Linked DNA regions of Mus musculus: region 2 is linked to region 1. A link is a contact called in public HiChIP or PLAC-seq data. All regions are on one chromosome and are shown on one strand. The core of a region is the stretch at or near the end of the contact, and the rest is flanking DNA. Distances in the headings are between cores, read along the strand shown. Region 1 overlaps Cd247 (CD247 antigen). Region 2 holds the start of Ildr2 (immunoglobulin-like domain containing receptor 2).

Region 1 (3,226 bases), core at 487-2,986:
CGTCTTTTAGGTGGGTCTGACTCATTTTCTTCCGTTGGCACATCATGGAATCTTTCCACGACAAGACAGCATGTCATAGAAGGAGCAGCCTATGGGGTGTTAAAAAAGACGGACGTGCTCTGTCCATAATATTAATCTTTGCTTTGTTCTCTTAAGAAGCTCACTCAGTGCCTCAGTTTCCTGATCTGTCAGGAGGAAAGGACAGTCACTATTTCCATGGGGTGCAAATGACATCATAATGAGATCACTTTATAAAATGGACCTCAGAATATAGCTATCAGAGATTATCATCATACTTAGTAAAAACAATTAATAATGATTGCCAGGATGCGTTAAAGAGAAATTACTCAGAGACCCTTGTTGAGGAACAATAAGAGTGACTTTACCCAGGCCATTTAGACAGATAAAGGACCACTTTGGTGGGCTCCTCAGTGGGAAAGAGCAGTGGGGCTCAGCTTGACCACAGTAAGGGCAGGTGGGCAGGTATAGTCCGACGTCAGGCAGGAGGGGTCAGTGGATGGAAAATTACTAAGAAAGATATATCAGGAGTGAGAGAGAGATTCTGGCTAAGCTGACGTCACAGGATCCCAGCTGAAGACAAAATGAGGCACCCCTGAGGGACAGTGGAAGACGGGGCTCATTGGATTCTGAGATATTGAGTGTGACCAGGTGTCAAGTGTGAGCTTCTTGCTGGATTGACTTAGCAAGAGTCTCAGGGTTTTATTAAGCACACATGGACCAAGGAGGAGAGCCGGAAGCTCAACTAAAGCTGGTCAGAAACACTGTCAATCGACATAATGGTGATTTTGAAACCTTTTGGAAAAAAGACCCCACAGACCTGTGCTAGAGGAGACCAAACACCTCTGCGTGTGCACACCTGCTTTCAGTGCCTCAGGAGCAGCTCGGGGAAGCCAGGGGCTACTGAGCACAGGGTAGGTTTCTGGGTTGGGGGGAAGGAAGGGCTGATTGCTGTGTCCAGGATCGATGAGGGTGACTCTTCCCAACCATTAGCCCACATCTCATGGGGAGGCAGGCAGCTTGCAAGGCAGGGCTGAGGCGTAGACTGGATTTGTGAAGTTTTAACTCCCGACAGCTGACAAAAGACTAATAAAATCTGGGCCAGGATTTTCCCAAGAGGGATGTGTCACCATGGACTAGAAATGAAACCGAGGGGAGGAGGGCTTTTGGAAGAACTCCCTTATCCTCTGCGCTTTTGTGGGACAGTTGAAAATACACGTGGTGCTAAATTAGCGCTCCAAGACCACGAATAAAAGTGCTTTCACATTCCTTTCTTTAAAAATATTTATTCAAATGGGATGAAATGTTATGGGGGCTTTGTGTCTGGAAGCAGGGTTAATTAAGGATTTCCTGCCGGCTTTGTGAGGCGGTGACATGCCATTGAGATGCCCCGTCTATTTAGTCTGCCTGCTTCCCTTTTCTTTCTATTCATCCAGCTGGTGGTGAAATTCCAGGGAAATCTTTGCAGGGATGTAAGAGAAAACACTGCTATTCCCTACATTCTGTGCTTACCAAGAAAATGAGGGTGTCGGAGACTCGAGGCACACAAACCAGACTACTACAGAACCAGGTCTGGGTCCCCTTCCTTGAGGTTTGTAAAATGTGATGTAGCTGGTGTGCAGAAAAGAGGCTCTTGAGCTCCTGGCCAGGGGTTTTCAAAGGAAAAGCCCAGCCGCCTTGTGCGGCCTCCTGAAACAAAGGCCCAGGGCAGCCCCTTGGAGCTCAGCGCCCCCATCACCTCCCCCGTTCTCACAGGCGGTTTCCCTGACATAAAAGGGCTGCCTGATGCAGTTGCTCCTTCAACAGCAGGTTTAAAAAATGCATGAAACCCAAGATTGAATGCCACCCAGTTTGGCCTCTACAGAGGCTAGCTCTGCAGAGGGACAAGGGGCAGCCAGGCCAACCAAGAAACCAAGGAAGCCTGCTTTCTGCTCCCTGAGGCAAACCTGTTTTAGGGGCCAATCACCCCTCCCCCATTTTGATCTTCTGACCCCAAATAGGATCTGTGGCTTGTTTCTCTTGAGGACCCTCCTGCCCTGGAAGCAGTCAGTTTCCCCAGGCAAATGTAGGCAAACAGGGTCCAGCACTCAGAGTTGGGCTGCCCCCAACTGCTGTCGCAAAGCTGTCCTCAGAGCCTGTCACCGTTCTGCGCCACCTTAATTTTTCTTACCCACCTTAACTTCTAATTTTTCTTATCTTGTTCTCTACACATCTTCTCCCTTCCCTCCTTTTGCATTGTCTCTGAAGGGCCATGCATACGCAGTTACTATATTTTTGTATGTGTTAATATGATTAGTTTGTTAAAATGGTATGCCAGGTTTAGGTCCTTCGTCCCTTCGTTCCTTTTGACAGACCCTCACCGTGCAGTCGTGGTTGGTTTACAATTCACTATATAGACCAGATGGCCTTGAACTCATGAAACTCCCCCCCCCCCCCGAGACTGCGACTGCCTCCTGAGTGCTGCTGGCACTGAAGGGGAAACCTTTACTTTGCCTGTTTCTTTCTGTTCAAAAGTTCAGATCGCTTCACCCCAGCGAGAGCAGCTAGGATGGGAAATCAGAAGCAAGTGTTGGCAAGGATATAGAGAAACTGCTGTGCCAGATGCTCCTGGTAGGGATGTAAACTGGTATAGTCGCTGTGGAGGATAGCTTGCCAGTTCTTGCACAAGTTCAACTACTACATGACCTCCCAATCCTACTTCCGAGTACACATCTGAAGAGACTGGAAAGCAGACCCCTGTCTGCCCACACTCAGAACACTTTCCTCACAATACCAAGTAGAAGCAACCTAGGTGTCCATCACTTGGTGTGTGACCAAGCCAGACGGGATCTGTAAATACACCTGGGACATTATTCAGTCTTTAAAAGAAGATTCTGACACCTACTAAAGCAAGATAGGGCCCCACGGATAATATGCTAAAATAAGAAGAAAACATTCAAGCATTCAAATACTGTATGATTCTGTTCATACAAGATACATAGGGAAGTCAAAAAATCATAGAGACAGAACATAGAATGGGAGTTGGGGGTGGGGCAGTTGGCGGGCACTGGAGGTTGGTGGATGTATGGTTTCAGTTTTACAAGATGAAAAGAGGCTTAGAGACAGTTGCTCAACCAAACGACTGTACTTAATACCACTGAACTGTACACCCAAAATGGCTAATGTGGTAAATTTTATGTTGTGTGTGTTTTACCACAAACTTTTAAAT
Region 2 (2,919 bases), core at 3-2,502, 440 kb before region 1:
GCCATTTGCTCTCTTCTGCCTGCGACTGACCCGATCCTATCATCATGACCCTTCGACACCTTATTCTGTCTTCTCCACTGTCTCTTTGGTTGCCTCTGGCCCACCCCCAGCCATCCAAAGCCTCCTCCCCCTGCCCCATTTTGCCTTCAGCGGGCTACTCTGAATCTGAGGTGGCCACCCCAGCGCCACTTGTTCCTTAACCCAGAATTGCTGAATTGTACAGTGTTACACACAGGGCTTCTCCTAGCACCAGACGATGGGAAGAAAGTTCACAAAAGGAGAAGAGGTGCGCTACAAGCACCGCCAAAGTTACCTCTGAACCTCCATACAAATTAACGTTGTTGGGGGGGGGGGCGTCGATCTATTACAGGGTTGTCTTTTATCTTCTCCAAATGGCTCCAGTAAGACTGATAGGGCCTTAAATTCCAGGCCAATCAAGCTGTTCTTCATCTTCCTAAACCTTTCCCCCTACAGCCAGAGAGCCCCAGCGAATGTTCCTGGGTCTCCCTCCTCTTCTGTGGAAGTAGCTAGGGAGACACTCCCCTACCCACCTCCCAAACCCTGCCTCCAGAAAACCAGAGCTGTTAATGAATCAACCCCTTTCCCCAGGCTTTGCCCAGGACTCGGAGCCTAACAAACTCAGAGAAAGAAGGAGGAAGAATCATTGTCTGGAGGGGAAATATACCTCCTAAGAACAGCCTCATAGCGCTAGTGAGTCAAACACCTGCATCTCCATCCAGCTCCTTCGCAATCCGGCATTCTCCCTTGCCTCCCCCATCATACACACACACACACACACACACACACACCACAGGCTAAGCAGCTTTAACACTGTCAAAAAGGAGGAAAACGAAGGTGGAGTGGAACACCACCACTGTAGGAATACATTTAAAGTTATCCGTAGCTGTGGCAAACGACTCTTACCTGTTAACCAGAAGACAGCGGTCCACCCCAACACGACCCTATCCATCTTCCCCAACTTCCCATCCAGATCCAGAGTGGGAAAAGCGGGCATCAGCTGGCACGATAAGATCCGGATGACCTCGCAGCAGCAGGCGGCGGCGGCGGCGGAGCGCGGGCCCCGCGCGTCCCTGGCGCCGCAGCCCTCGGGGCTGGCCGCGCAGCCCGGCCCCGGGCGCTGGACGCCGCCGCCTGCGAGAGGCGCGCTGCCGCTGGCTCTAGAGTCCGATTGGGCTGCGGGGGCCGTTCCCGCACGCACAGGCTGCGCGGCACCGGCGAGCGCCTCCCCGCAGCAGAGCTCGCCGCGCGGGGGAGCTCGATCGCCGCGCCGCCGCCCGCGCCAACACCGCCCGCCAAAGTTTCTCGGTCACGTGCCGTCTCCCGGGGCTGGGAGGTCAGAGCCTAGCAGCGAAGTCCACCCCAGAGGGCGGACCATGTGGCGGGGGCTGCGACTCAAGCTCTACTTGAGCCACCAAGCAGGCTGGGACTCGATGTTTCCTTGCACCTGTACTGGGTGTCAGGGACAGAAAGGCTACAAGGACTTGGCATAACTTCTCCTGGGGCTTAGACCTGTGTGGTGTTTGTTTGTTTGTTTGTTTGTTTGTTTTTGTTGTGCCCTGGCTGGTGCATCTGGTTCAACGAACCAAGAGGCCCCAACCAAATTAGGATCCATAGGGGAGAAACCCTTTAGGCAAAAATCTTTTTTCTGTTAAAACGTATGTGGCCTTTTTAACAGAAAATGAGCAGAGAGAGAGAGAGAGGGAGAGAGAGAATGGGAGGGGGAGGGGGAGGGGGAGGGGGAGGGGGAGGGGGAGGGAGAGGGAGACTACACCTATACATTCTCCATTTGCAGCGTACATTTCCATGGGCTATGCCCACTTTTAAAATGGAGTTGTCTCCTGTCTATTGGAAAGGACTCACAATACGTTGAGAAAGCACTGAGAAACGAATGTTTGGGTTAGCAAATATATACTAAGGCTCTCCTAGGCTCTAAGCATTAAGGCTACAGGATGAGAATGGTGTCCCTTGAGGAGCCATATCCTGGGTCCAGGAGAGGAAGAAAGGCCAGACCTTTAGAGGCATAATGCATAGTCATTGTAAAAAATATGCCGGTTGATGTCATTGTAGAAGAGATAGGGAAGGGGCAGGTGGACTCAGGAAAGAACAAGTTAGTCCCAGGGGTGGGGCTGATGACCACAATAAAGGAGACATCTGTGTTAACACTTGAAAGATGGGACAAGATTTGGGCTTGTTGAGGGTTGGTGGCAGTAAGGAAGCAGACACCCATATTCTGTCTAGAGGAAGGGAGAAAGAACTCCGAAGGACCGAAAAATGCCCGTGAACTCGGAAACAGAAATCCTTCACCCTAAGAATGTATGCATGTGAAAGCAGGGGTGATGTATATATGGGGACATGCAGAATCAGGAGGAAGCTCAATGGTGGCCTTTTGCCACCACTTGCCTTCTTTTTGCATATCTGGACAGTTCCAAATACAGAAGCCAGAAAGTCTAGTCACCTCCTAACCACCAAAGCTGGAGGAGAGGCCCCTGGCCCCAGTATGGCCAGGGTGACCTCTTAACAGGTAGGTTTCTGAATCTGGATAAAGTAGTGCAAGAGGCAGGCACACCGGACAATCAGTTTTGCCCGGAGGTAGCAGCAGCATCAGGGGCCGGGGCCAGGTGTGGTGGTTGGAGGCTGGGTGGCCACCCTGCTCAGGGGTGTGATCTGAGCTGCAGTCCTGGTGTGGCCTCTCTAGGTTCCCACTTGTCTCCTACATCTGGATCTTCAACGTTTTTAGTAAGTCTTAGAGTCACTCATTACATTTCATCTTTTACTTAACTTGAGTGATTTGTATGCTATTAAGAGTCCTGAGTAATAAGCTCTGTGAGAGAAATTTGAGAACTATATCCTTTAGCACCCAGAAAAATCAGAAAATTAAGATGGGACTTAACATCCGGA

Evidence for each region. HiChIP or PLAC-seq counts read pairs in DNA pulled down with a chosen protein or histone mark.
Region 2: a contact with region 1 is called in an H3K4me3 HiChIP or PLAC-seq map of embryonic midbrain, with 2.7 times the contacts expected there. The contact joins the promoter of Ildr2 here to the enhancer-like site in region 1. A contact is called at or near these places in 9 of 39 promoter capture datasets (the 3T3-L1 cell line, 3T3-L1-derived adipocytes, embryonic stem cells and 4 more), 1 of 115 datasets of contacts at active chromatin or transcription factors (embryonic midbrain) and 1 of 9 other capture datasets (adipose tissue).

The regions. Positions count from the first base shown.
Region 1 is chr1:165,812,826-165,816,051 of GRCm38.p6, reverse strand. The region is part of intron 1 of Cd247 (CD247 antigen); the gene reads right to left. Among named protein-coding and RNA genes, the nearest start is that of Gm23402, 4.7 kb to the right of the region's middle. Within about 2 kb of position 1,736, at least 53 of the 459 cell types and tissues checked have an H3K27ac peak or open chromatin away from gene starts, as enhancers often do. A contact at or near this core is called in adipose tissue, where this site is marked.
Region 2 is chr1:166,252,472-166,255,390 of GRCm38.p6, reverse strand. It overlaps Ildr2 (immunoglobulin-like domain containing receptor 2), which reads right to left and starts at 1,252. Exons shown (of 10, transcript NM_001164528.1): 1 at 925-1,252. The coding sequence starts at 1,015.